Regions from separate parts of the Danio rerio genome. Here region 2 is linked to region 1. The links are chromatin contacts, called in public HiCAR-type maps. All regions are on one chromosome and are shown on one strand. Each heading gives the region's core, a stretch centred on a gene start, on an enhancer-like site or on the middle of the called end of the contact. The rest is flanking DNA. Distances are from core to core; before and after follow the strand shown.

Region 1 (6,412 bases), core at 2,415-4,914:
CCACCCCTTTTCCCGCTCTTTCTAGGAACTGAAGACAGCCTGGTTTCAATTCAGACTCCAAAATAAAGCAGTCACCACACACTAAATAAACTTTGAAGAGTTCGCCGAAAATTAACTTTCTATCAACATTTACTCACCTTAAAGTCGTCCCAGACGTTCATCTTCAGAACACAAACAAAACTTTACATAAAATATATTTTCTGTCTACTCAATCAAGTCTATTCCGCCAATATAGGCTATACGTATAGTACTCTATGACACTTCAATATGTAAAAAAAAAAAAAAAGATTTTAAAAATCCAGATTTATCTTTAACGTACAGTAATGACGGGAATCTTTGACGTTCATTCTTGTGAGACACGCGTGGTACTGCTTCAGCAAGAATGAGGTTTGTTCTCGTGCTTCAAGCAGGTGTTGTCCAGCTTTTGTTTGTGTTCATTGATTAATGTTTAACGTTATAGGCAAATTAATGCTTTTCATTGTACAATTGAACAAACCTTAAAGAGTTTTCTTTACTCACCCTCTCATCTCCAGAAGACTAAACTTATATTACATTTAATAGACGGTTTTATCCAAAGTGACTTGATTAAATAAACTTTAGAAATATATTTTATGATGTCTTTATGAACATTTTGAAGCACCATGTTAATTTTTCAATGGGAACACAGATATTTCAGATTTCATTAAAAATATCTTTGAGTTCTGAAGGTGAACGGTTTTGATAATGGTGAGTAATATTTTTCCTTCAAATATATGAAGATACAATATTTAGTCTTCATCGTGGTCATTGTGTTTTTTTATTGTCTCATGTACTGTGTTTCTCAACCACGTTCCTAGAGGCTCTGCACATTTTCCATATCTTCTTAAACAAACAGACTCAGATCATCAGCTCATTAGCAGAGACTGAAAGACTTGTAACGGGTGTGACAGCAAAGGAGACATCCAAAATATGTAGTGTAGGTGGTCCTCCAGGAACTTAAAGAAACACATAGGACATCCTATATTGAACTAAACCACGTTCCAGTCTTAATGTATTTAACAGTAACCAACAGAGGGCGGTGTAGTATGACAGAGACAGATTAAAAGTCACACACACAAATTTAGGCCAGGATCATCAATCACTGGAGAAAAACAGTCAAAGCCTCAGATCTGACAACAAAAGGGTTTGATGTAGGGGTTTAGTTTGGGAACGGAAGAGTTTAGTAAACAACCAATAACTGTGTAGCAGAAATTAGTTCCAAGAAGTTCAAAAAGATGACAAAACTAATTAATATTATGAAATAATACTAATGACTAAATACTATACTATATACTAAATAAAGTATATGGGACATTCCACCAGAAATGTACATTATCTGTCCCTGGAATAAAAACAGAAATGAATAAAAAGTATTTCATCCCAAAACTGTCTAAAATGGACTGATGGTTGATTTCTGTGAGTTGGTCTGTAAAGAAATATGTCATTTATTTGGTTCTCAGAGTTTTGTTCTTTATTAAAAACACTTTACAAATGTACAAACCCTGTCACTGTCCTTCTACTCAGCCCAACTGAACCTACAGTTTTAAGTTTTGTTATGCTAAAAAATGTTATTTAGAAAAAAATATTTCACATCAAATGATTTTCACACAAATTATTCACATCAATAAATCAAAAACATGAAATTATACATAAATTCTACTAATAAATACTACAAATCTATAATCATGGTTTTTGCAGGTTTCCCCAAGTCAAATTGAAGACTTTTAATACCCTTTTAAGATCATTATAAATTACATTTAAGACATACATGGCTAAACACTAAGGATTTCTGATATTGGCCCAGTTGGGCCAATGGAATAGTTTTTTTACTTGCCACAAAAATTAAATGTAGTTATTGGTAACACTTTATTTAGATGGTCCATTTGAGTATTAGTAGACTGTCCGCTTAATATCTGTTGATACTGCTCCTTTAACAGACATTTAACTCACTATAAGTAACTTTGTAAGTACATGTCAATTTACACTAACCCTAATCCCACTACTAACACTACTTATAATCTATTGAGAATTAGTTGGCATGTACTGTAGATGCAATGTAACTTAAATTCAACAAATGCACCATCAAAATAAAGTGTGACCGAGTTATGTCGTAGCCACATATTTTAAAGTTGTACACACTTTTTTTAAACAATGTCCACTCCTTCTTACTGCTGTATGTAGTTTTTGTATAAATAAAAAAATCATGTAAAGGTATGTATTATGCATGTATTATCATGAGTAATTGTGTAACTGTTTTTAGTTTAGGGATTTTAATTTGGAGAGTTTTCTGTAGTTTTTTGCAATAAAATTTTTTTGAGATGGATTGTTGGCGATTAGATGGATCTCGGCGGATTGGGTAGCTTTACTTGGAGAGAGAAAATTTAAGACCTGTTTAGAGTTATTAGAGGTATAGAATTATAAGACCTACAACACAATATTTTTGTCAACAAGACCTTTTAAGGCCTAAAATATTAATTTAAAAATTTAAGACATTTTAAGTCATTTTAAGGAAACCCTGATATTACAAATAAATTTACAATTGTCCCCATGTTTCTGTCAGTCCAGTCACATTTGCATTAAATTAAACATAAAATACGTGCAAACATGTTTAAGGCTATGACTCGGAAGGGGCATCATTTGACGGAGGAGAAGCTGACAGTGATTAAGGATGCGTTCTATAGTTGAATTGTATGATATTATGCTTGTTTTTGAAAGATTTTTTGAGGACTTAAGTCAGCTTAAGTCAGGCCCTGTTGCAATTTTTATAAGTGAAAATGTACGTTTCTTGTAAAATATGTGTTTGTAATAAAATAAAATTTGTTTTGGTTTGGGAAAATCCTCTAAATCACAAACATTTTGATTTAAATTGGAAAGAAACTTCACAAGTAATACACAAACAAAAAAAAAATATATATATATATGTAAAACTTATATTTATGTAAATTGTAAGTAAGCATTGATTAGATTTCTTGTTAAACACATCATTAATAGAGGCATTTTATAATAAGAAGAGAAAATATAAGTTTAAAGCATTTGAGATATTAAAATTCAGCAAATAGGTGGCACGGTGACTCAATGGTTAGCACTGTTGCCTTACAGCAAGAAGGTTGCTGGTTCGAGTCCTGGCTGGGCCAGTTGGCATTTCTCTGTGGAGTTTCTCCCCATGTTTGCATGGGTTTCCTCTGGGTGCTCCGGTTTTCACACAACAGGTACAGGTGAACTGGATGAACTCAATTGGCCATAGTGTATGAGTGTGTGTGAATGTATGGGTGTTTCCCAGTACTGGGTTGTGGCTCAAAGGGCATATGCTGGAATAGTTGATGATTTATTCCGCTGTGAAAAAAAAATGAATGAATGAATGAATGAATGAATGAATGAATGAATGAATGAAATTCTTGTAAATTAATTAATTAGTTTTGAACATAAAAATAGGTGCATATCATAAAAAATAGGCTGATTCTTGGTTTATTGACACTTTTATGATCATCAAGAGCACAACGTAGACACACTAGTGCTCAAATCATCTAGGTTTTTAACTTTTTTTTTATCTCAGCTCCTTCCATATGTGTTTGTTTAGACGAGGTATGATAGTCTTGCGGTGTCTATCTGTTATCTGCTGTTTGATCTCTGTACCCTCGGGTGGCGCCAATGATCAAAGAGCATGATGAAATGCAGCCTGATGGCGGCTCGCTATACCAGACGTGCAAGCAAAAAGGTGAACGACTTCAAACAGATACTTATCAGTGAGCAAAGCACAGCCTAAACCTGCACAACACTTCAGCTTTACCACTGGAGAAGACCCATGGAGATCTTTATGACCTTTGGAGAAACATTTCAAGCAGCAGGCCTGCTACAGTGGTGTGGTGCTCAAGCAAAACCAGTTTATAAAACAAGCAGGAGTCGCTAACAAGGAATGAATCAGATTATCGAAAGCAGGATTCTGATTTAGAAGACATGCTTTCACTTGGTGTTGTTTTGTGTCAGTCTAATCACAAGTTGAGGTGTTGATCTTGTTTGCTTTTGAAAACGTTAAGAGTATGTGAAAATACATTGTCTGTTTGGTTTGTAGGGTAGATGCTCATGTGGTCTAACGGGGTTGAGCAGAAACAACACAGTTCACAGTCTTTCCACTGAATTCATTCTTAAGGTGATGATACACGGGGCAACTTTTTGAGCAATGTCTCTGAGCAACTTTGGCAAATGATGCCATCAGTGTGCAACCAGGTGAGACATAGGGCAATCAGATCCAGAGACAATGTTGTTGGCCATTCTTAACTGAAAAGCAGAGATGAGAAGTAGCTAAGTACAAATACTTTGTTACTGTAGTTAAGTAGAATTTTCAGGTATTAGCACTTTCATCATCATCATCATCATCATCATTTTCATCCGTTTATCCGGGGCCAGGTTGTGAGGGCAGCAGGAGAGAACCCCAGACAGCCGAGAGACATAGTCCCTCCAGCGTGTCCTGTGTCTTCCCCGAGGCCTTCTCCCAGAGGGCCATGCCTGGAACACCTCTCTAGATAGGCAACCTGGAGGCACCCAAAACAGATGCCCAAGCCACCTCAGCTGGCTTCTCTCGATGTGGAGGAGCAGCAGCCATACTTCGAGCTCCTACCGGGTGACAGAGCTCTTCAGCCTGACTATAAGGGTGCGCCTTGCCACCCTACAAAGAAAACTCATTTCAGCTGCTTGTATTCGAGATCTTTGTCCTTTCGGTCATGACCCAAAGCTCATGACCATAGGTGAAAGTAGGAATGTAGATTGACCGGTAAACCAAGAGCTTTGTCTTTCGGCTCAGCTCCTTCTTTACCACAACGGACCGGTACATCGACTGCATTACTGCTGCCGCTGCACTGATCCGCCTGTCAATCTCATGCTCCATCCTTCCCTCACTCATGAACAAAACCCCAAAACACTTGAAATCCTCCACCTGGGGTAAGGAATTTCCTACAACCTGGAGATGGCAAACCATCTTTTTCCGGTGGAGCACCAAGGCCTCGGACTTGGAGGTACTGATTCTCATCCCTGCCGCGTCACACTCAGCAGCAAACCGCCCAAGTGCATGCTGAAGATCCCAGAACGACATCGTCTGCAAACAGAGATGAAATCCTGTGGTCCCCGAACAAGAAACCCTCTAGCCCAAGGCTGCACTTTGAAATTCTGTCCACAAAAATTATGAACCGGATTGGTGACAAAGGGCAGCCCTACCAGGACTTATTGCCGGCAATGCGAACCAAACTCCTACTCTGTTCATAAAGGAACGAGACAGCCCTTAACAAATCGCCTCTGATCCCATACTCCCACAGCACCTTCCACAGAATGCCACGAGGAACACGGTTGAATGCCTTCTCCAAGTCCACAAAACACATGAGGACTGGTTGGGCATACTCCCATGAACCCTCGAGCACCCTAGTGAGAGTATAGAGCTGGTCCAGCGTGCCACGGCCCGGAAGAAAACCGCATTGTTCCTCCTGGATCCTAGGATCCTACAGTGTAGGAACTTTACTCCACTACTTATATATTTTTTTTACTGTTACTCCTTACATTTTTACAAAAACATCTGTACTTTCTACTCCTTACATTTTTAAATTAGGCTCGTTACTTTTGTTTTCATGTGGTTGGGGCTGCAATCGATATTATTTCTTGTTATTGGCCAATTTTGAGCGCCTCTTTGATGCAGTCAGTCTATTTTCGTCACTGTGCACCTGCGTGCTGCAGTGTGCGGCTTTTTCAACCATAAACCGTACGTGGGCTAGTTTATAAAGATTACTATGAGAAAGGCAAGGTTGTCTATGCAGATGAGACAAAGGGGAGACAGCGAATTTAACATAACTGATGCTGCCATGTTTGCTCGATCAGATCACAAGTAAACAAGAGACACATTCCAGTTAAAAAATATGCCACACAAATGCTTAAGGTTAGAGTCTTTCATCCACTTCCGATTATACTGCATAGGATTTCTGTGGTCTTTCAATCTAGTAATGCAAAATATGCTTTTTGTAAAGATTTGTACATTAAGTACTAAAACAATCAAACACTTAATTAAAACTTTATGCATTTAGATGTATTCCCCTATTTCTTAATAGAGAATTTATACTGTTTAACATTTTTAAATAGATTTTTAAATCACTATGATTTTACAAATGAATCTTCAATGAATAATTTTTTTGGGTGGAGGGTGGAGGGGTTCACTTTAAAAGTAGCCTTCACAGTCAAACCTATTTCAATATAAATAACTTACTAAATGAACTTATGCATTCCTCACATTAAAAAAGTCTCCTTCACAATCACACTTATTTCAATACGAATAACTTACCGAACGAACTTACAAATTCATTCATTCATTTTCTTTTCAGCTTAGTCGCTTTATTAATCTGGGGTCACCACAGCGGAA
Region 2 (7,146 bases), core at 3,693-6,192, 160 kb after region 1:
CTGTTTCTGACTACACTCTTGGATTGCCCTCATACTCCAGTTTGTACCTGTTTGACCATTGCCTGTCTGACTATTCTCTATATAAAGTGCACGTGGATCCTCAACTCTGTTGTACTCCGACTACTCCTTGTTACACATATAATACATCCACTAAAAGCAAATATTACTTTATAAATTGTATTGTGCATAAATCATCAAAAAATCTGCATAAAATTCAAAAATATTACTGAATCAGTACAAAAATAAATAAATAATGAAATAATGGTAAACTGAATAAATAAAGAAAACTGAATAAAAATATATGCAAACACATTCACATACAAAAATAATTAATAATTGGCTCAAAACAGTGGAGCTTTTAGTGTATTATTCTAAGATACTAGGAATGTAACAGATCACAGTTGATTCGTGATTCGAACATTACAACCCACAGTTCGGAACACACGTGACCCGCAGTTTCATACATTCACTTTCTTGTCGGCGTAGTCCCTTTATTAATCCGGGGTCGCCACAGCAGAATGAAAGGCCGACTTATCAAGCACGTCTTTACGCAGCGGATGCCCTTCCAGCCGCAACCCATCTCTGCGAAACATCCACACACATATTCACACACACACTTATACACTACGGACAATTTAGCCTACCCAATTCACCTGTACCGCATGTCTTTGGACTGTGAGGGAAACTGGAGCACCCGGAGGAAACCCACATGAACGCAGGGAGAACATGCAAACTCCACACAGAAACGCCAACTGAGCCGAGGTTCGAACCAGCGACCTTCTTGCTGTGAGGCGACAGCACTACCTACTGTACTGCGCTGCTGCCTCGCCGACCTGCAGTTTAATAACCTTTTTTAACTTGTAGGTTAATCCAGCATTTATAACAATTGCAGAGAGATTGCCTTCCGTGTCATTCAAATCATACGTATGAAAGCATTTCGGCTTCCAAAATATTATGATGACGGAAAAAGTTGTGGTGGGACCTACCTAAATGCTTTCTTGGGTTAGTGTTAGTGTCTTAGGTAATGTTTTCTGTCACTGTTTGTTTAGCCTGCATTAATGCCTACAGTGTAAAGCTGCACAACTACACATTAAAAGATCATGATCTCAGTTAAAACCCGCACCACATGAATGATAAATGATAATGATTTGCATGTGTTTATTAATCCTTCGAAGCTCTGCATACAAATCTGCATTTGATCGAGATAGATTCAGTTTTTACTTTTTCAGTTAGTTAAAAACAATTAAACAACACAGAAGTACTGGGAGAACAGTTTATAGTTCAGACTTAAACACTGATGTTTATGCTCAAGATTAAAATCACAGTTTAATGGAATTGACGCTGGTGAATGTTGTTGCAATTACATTGTGTAACCAATGGGTGGCGACAAACAACCATCAAAATTATGTCACTGAATAGGTTTACAAAAATGATACACCTACAATCAAACAAAAGTTTATGTGTGAATTGTTGAATCATTAATTGAACATAAATATGATCTGTTGTACAAGATTTCTTTATTTAGCATTATTAGCAGCAGTACCAAAGATAATTTTTTTTGTATTAAATAAAATTTTTAAGCTGAATACTATTTTATTAAATACATTTTTTCAGCTGATTTTTTATTTTGATTAAAATGACAGGCTCTAAGTTCTGTTTGCTAAAACCAATGTTTTTTTGCAGTAATGTTTTTGTATAATTGAAAAGAAATTGACATTTGTCTCCTCCCTTTTGTGCTGATCCAAAAAATGGTCCGATCCATGACCCAAAAACCATAGTGTAATCTGTTTAACCATTAGCAGAAAAAAATAGTGCAGGCTGAGTGATGTGGCTGCTCATTTACTTTAATTTATTTTATTCAATGTTAATCATTTTTATTTTTCGCTCTTCATAAAATGTCCCATCAAAATCTATTGTTCAAAGTGACCATCACAGAAATGGGGAGTCCCTAAGGAGGCATTCGCGATGCGGAGAAAATAAAACAAGCACAAAAAAAACTATTAGAGATGCACAAATATAAAGATGTTGTCTAATACTGATGGCCAATAACTTTGTATATTTGTTCTATATTTAAAAGCCAAAAATCTACTATATACTGGCCAACAAATACAAATCTTCAAGTGAATGTATCATATAAAGTGAAAGGCACCAAACAAAACCGCTCATTGCTAGCATTTATTTAAAGTACTATTTAATTTTTCTTTCCTTATTGCTTTTAATTTTAAAGACTTAAATACAAATCAATGTGGATTTTATAATTGGATTTCGCTCAGGAGTGATTTTGGCTAGATGGATTTAATTGAGTATGATATTGACACCATATCCATATTTTATTTCCCAGGTACTTTATTCTCACCCCTGGGCAGAGCTTTACTTTCTTTTCCAACATCAGTTTGCAAACTTTTAATTAGCGTTTGGATAGTAGGTGAACAGACTTGAACACACACTCACAGTGCCAGTGGTGCCCAGAGACAGGTGGTTCATCTGCTGGGTGAGGGGTCCCATCATGTTCGCAGGCTGCATGGAGATGGTGTGGTCCATGGTTGGCGTTATAACAGCACCCTATAAGAGGAGACACACATGGGCAAACACACGGTTACTGGCAGGGCCTTAAATAAACACTCACCAATTGATCAAATACGAGTAAAAATCTGTGTTGGAGAGTGTATGAAACCAGCTGGCTGTTAATTCTAACAACAGTCGAGAATGCAATATGACTGACTGTGATTCTCAAATATTTAATTATTTAAATATCTAAGTAATATGAGATGAGAACTGTGACTTTTTCATGAAAACAGATTATAATAAGTTTTTTCATTCATTCATTCATTTTCCTTCGGCTTGGTCTCTGATTTATCAGAGGTCGCCACAGCGGAATGAACCGCCAACTATTCCTACATATGTTTTATTTAGAGGAAGCCCTTCCAGTCGCAACTTAGTACTGGGAAACACTCATACTCTCTCTATTACACACTCATATACTATGGCCAATTTAGTTTATTCAGTTGACCTATACCGCATGTCTGGACTGTGGGGGAAACCGGATTACCTGGAGGAAACCCATGTGATCACAGGGAGAACATGCAAACTCCACACAGAAATGCCAACTGACTCAACCGGGACTCAAACCAGCGACCTTATTGCTGTGAGGCGAGAGTGCTAACCACTGAGTCACCGTGCCCCCGCTTAAGTGTGTTCAATGTTTCAGTAAATGACCCACACAAACTCCCTATTCCTGCAAAGCTGTGAGTTTGCTTTAACATGCAACCAAGCAAGTTTAAGTGTTTTGTTAAATTTTTTAAAAAGAGTAGCAATTAAAAAGAAAATTGCCAACCAAATTAAAGGCTAAAGGTTAAAAAAAAAACTTTTGTACTTTTACAGTTGCAATGTAAAATAATTGTAATAGTAATTATATAAATAACGTATTTAATACTGCTATTAAATACGGTAACAATATCTCAATATCAAAACCAATATTCATGCCCTTTTAGAGCATGCACCAGACTGCTTCTCTGTGTTTCTCTGATATTTTCTACAAATAAATAATTATTTAGGCCTATTTAAATATTAATTTATTATATTATAACAAATAATTAAAATGAAAAAGTTAAATATAATCAACAAAGAAAATGTAAATGAAAAAGCTTATTTATTGGCTGTTTTAGTTCTTTCACTTTAAAATAACAAACACACTTTATGAATTAATTTATTAATTTACAGTATGTTTGTACTTTTATTTTAGTTGTCTCTAATTTTATTTTAGTTTTAATTTCCAAAATGAATCCTCATTGCACTTAAGTTGACATTGATAATAAAGCTTGTTAACAAGTTTTTAATTATTAAGGAAATATATATATATTTAATGATGAAGGAAATATAATGCATTGTTTCGTTATTTCTTCTTCATTTACAAGTAGCAGGGTATTTCTATATTTCTGCTCACATTCCATCTCTTTGTGTCATTGGCACCATTGTCGCAAACTGCCGCTACACCTAAAAACACTTTATGAATTCTGTAGTCCTTCCGTGGCATCACTACGTGGTGAAGTGGTCATTTTGAACTGTTACTCACTGTTATTGTATGATTAAAAACATCAATAAAAATAATAATCAACAATACATAATAATTATAATGCTTCTTCTGTCTATTTTTATTTTTTCGGTCTATTCTATTTTCAGAAATGATGCACATACAGTTTTACAAAAGGTAATAAAAAATATTTATGGCCAGTTATAATGTAGTCAAAAAAAAATAATGGCACTTATAATCAGTGTTGGGAAAAGTTACTTTTGAAAGTAATGCATTACAATATTCAGTTACTCCCCTAAAAAAAACTAGTTGCGTTACTTTTTAAGGAAAGTAACGTGTTATGTTACTTTTGAGTTACACTTTCATACCTGTCTGAGGCTTGACCTCTTTCAGAACTTGAAGGGTACTTTTCTTTTTTTAAATATAGGAGCTTTGCATTTAGAGACACATTGTATAACATACATCTTCATTTACCTTTTTAAAAAGTTGGAACAATGTTACCTTCTGAGAACTTTCTGACGCTACACATGCCATATAAACAAACTAATTAAAGTTGAAAGCAATGTTGAAAGCAACACTGCTTATAATGCTTGCAATTAGACTTTCTTTTTAAATGATTCACTCTATTTTTAAAAGAAATGATGCACAAACAGAGCCACAAATGATAAAAAAAACAATTATGGCCAGTAATTTTTCTCAAGTCACTAGCCACTGGCAGAATGAGAGGAGAGATGAACGGCCTTTCACCAATGCATCGGGACAACTTTATTAGAGTCAACAAGCTGATCAGACAGCCATGCTCTCCACAAAAAGCGCTCTGCTTGTTTCTTATTGGCCCGTACAGCCGCAGCTGGACTCTATTATGAGGGCCAGACGTGAGCTGTTCCACTTCAACAAGTGAAATAATGCGATCCAAATGCGAGTCATGCATACTTCTGCAGAGATGATGCATTGCTCACTTAACGGCAGAGCTGCTCCACACTGCGGGTCTGTTTACGTTTCAGGCACGCCGGGACGAGAGTGCAAACACATGTGAAGAACAGGCAAAAGAGAGAAAGAGGGAGAGGGAGAACGACTGCGATCATCTGACGGATCACATGAGAGCTTGGGCAGAATTAGGCCAGAGTTGGACGCACACGCTCGTTCTCACATGCCAGCCTGATTAGGATTAATCATTCCGAGGAGACCCTCCGTCAAACAGTTTGTCAGAAAGTTCAGCGCTTCTCAGATGCTTTGGCGGAGGATGATGAGAAAGCGTTTAATTCATCCGTCCTGACTGTAGAGCACTTTTAGCAGATACACATATCTGAAGTAGGGCGATGCAGTGGCGCAGTAGGTAGTGCTGTCGCCTCACAGCAAGAAGGTCGCTGGTTCGAGCCTCGGCTCAGTTGGCGTTTCTGTGTGGAGTTTGCATGTTCTTCCTGCGTTCGTGTGGGTTTCCTCCGGTTGCCCCCACAGTTCAAAGATATGCGGTACAGGTGAATTGGGTAAGCTAAATTGTCCGTAGTGTGTATGTGAATGAGTGTATGAGAATGTTTCCTAGTAATGGGTTGCGGCTGGAAGGGCATCCGCTGTGTAAAAATGTACTGGATAAGTTGGCGGTTCATTACGCAGTGGCGACCCTGGATTAATAAAGGGACTAAGCCAACAAGAAAATGAATGAATGAAAAAACACATCTGAAGTTTTCAGTTTTATGAAATGTATTGCACTTTCAATATGTTGTAAGGATTTTTTTTATTTTATTTACTCCTTAAAATTGAATTTTCTTTAGTTTTGGGAAATAATTATTTGGGATATTCAGCAAGAGTGCATCAAAAGGGACAGAAAAGTAGATTAATAATAGTACATAACATTTACATTTTAAATAAATGCTGTTTTATTTTTTGGAATTTATGCTCGGCATAGAATCCTAGAAAATCCTTAATCATTGATTTTTATCATTGATACTACTACTACTACTACTACTACTACTACTACTACTACTAATAATAATAATAATAATAATGTAATTATGGAATCATAATAATAAAATGATGATTTTAGGATAATGAAATGGTAATTATGTGAAAACTGAAGTATGATGCTTACATTTTAGCTATGATATCACTACATTTAAAAAAATACCAAAACAGAAAATGGCTATTTTAATGGAAATAATATTTTCTGTATTTTGTGCGTATAAACTAAAAGCCTATTAAGAGAAAATAATTGTGAGATATTAATTGAATACGCCCTAATAAACACAAACTTTTGGGTTTTCTCACAATTCTATTTTTTTCCAATGTAAGCTCACCCAGATTTGATTTTGTATCTTGCTAATCTATTGTTTTTCCTCCGAATTGTGAAATAAAAAGTCAATTTGTAACTGTTGATGTGAACCATATGAACAGATAATCTGTTATCCAGAATTGTATGGAACGTCCGGTTAGGGGAGAGCGGGGACGAAAGTAACGTGGGTCGAAAGTACCAAATTGATTTTCTCGAAGCCCTGACAACATTTGATTTCCAGGTTATAACAGCACATTTAGGATGCAACATTTAATGGAGCTGCCAAATGTCATGAGGTTCAGGCCGTGTCCCACAGCTAGCTCCTAACTTCTGTTTTTAAGTGCAAAAAGTTAATTATTGCAGTGGCTCTTTTTTCCTTATTACAAGTTGTGTTTCTTTTTTTATGTGTCACACTAATGTTCAACCTACAGGTATTTAGTGCAATAACACATCCTTGAGTTTGAAATCTCTGGGCTCTATTTTAACAGTCTACGCGCAAAGTCCAAAGCACATAATGCAAAAGCATGCAAGAGTGTCCGAATCCATTTCTGCTATTTTAAGGACGGAAAAATATGTTTTGTGCCTGAGCACCTGGTCTAACAGGGTTGTGCTTATTCTCTTAATGAGTAATGGGTGTGTTTTGAGCATAAGGTGTATCAAATCAATCAGAGTCTTATCTCCAATTTCCGTTAAGAGTCAGTTGGTAACGCCATGGCACATTTGCCATTTACATGGTGGACTTTGTAAGTGGAAATACTGAATGCTTCACTAGTTAAACAGACCATCTGCAGTGCGAAGATAAAGAATGAACCTCCTCTATTCGGCCTCTTTACTTTCTCTTTCTCTC

The links. HiCAR-type assays count read pairs that join an accessible place to other places.
Region 2: a contact with region 1 is called in a HiCAR-type map of caudal fin, with 4 times the contacts expected there. The contact joins two enhancer-like sites. A contact is called at or near these places in 1 of 18 Hi-C or Micro-C datasets (embryo) and 1 of 4 datasets of contacts at active chromatin or transcription factors (caudal fin).

What each region holds. Positions count from the first base shown.
Region 1 is chr16:43,904,182-43,910,593 of GRCz12tu, forward strand. No RefSeq gene overlaps it. Among named protein-coding and RNA genes, the nearest start is that of stt3b, 21 kb to the left of the region's middle. Within about 2 kb of position 3,665, at least 1 of the 62 cell types and tissues checked has an H3K27ac peak or open chromatin away from gene starts, as enhancers often do. A contact at or near this core is called in caudal fin, where this site is marked.
Region 2 is chr16:44,059,094-44,066,239 of GRCz12tu, forward strand. It overlaps rbms3 (RNA binding motif, single stranded interacting protein), which reads right to left. Exons shown (of 14, transcript NM_001431058.1): 11 at 2,452-2,562. Among named protein-coding and RNA genes, the nearest start is that of tgfbr2b, 82 kb to the left of the region's middle. Within about 2 kb of position 4,943, at least 13 of the 62 cell types and tissues checked have an H3K27ac peak or open chromatin away from gene starts, as enhancers often do. A contact at or near this core is called in caudal fin, where this site is marked.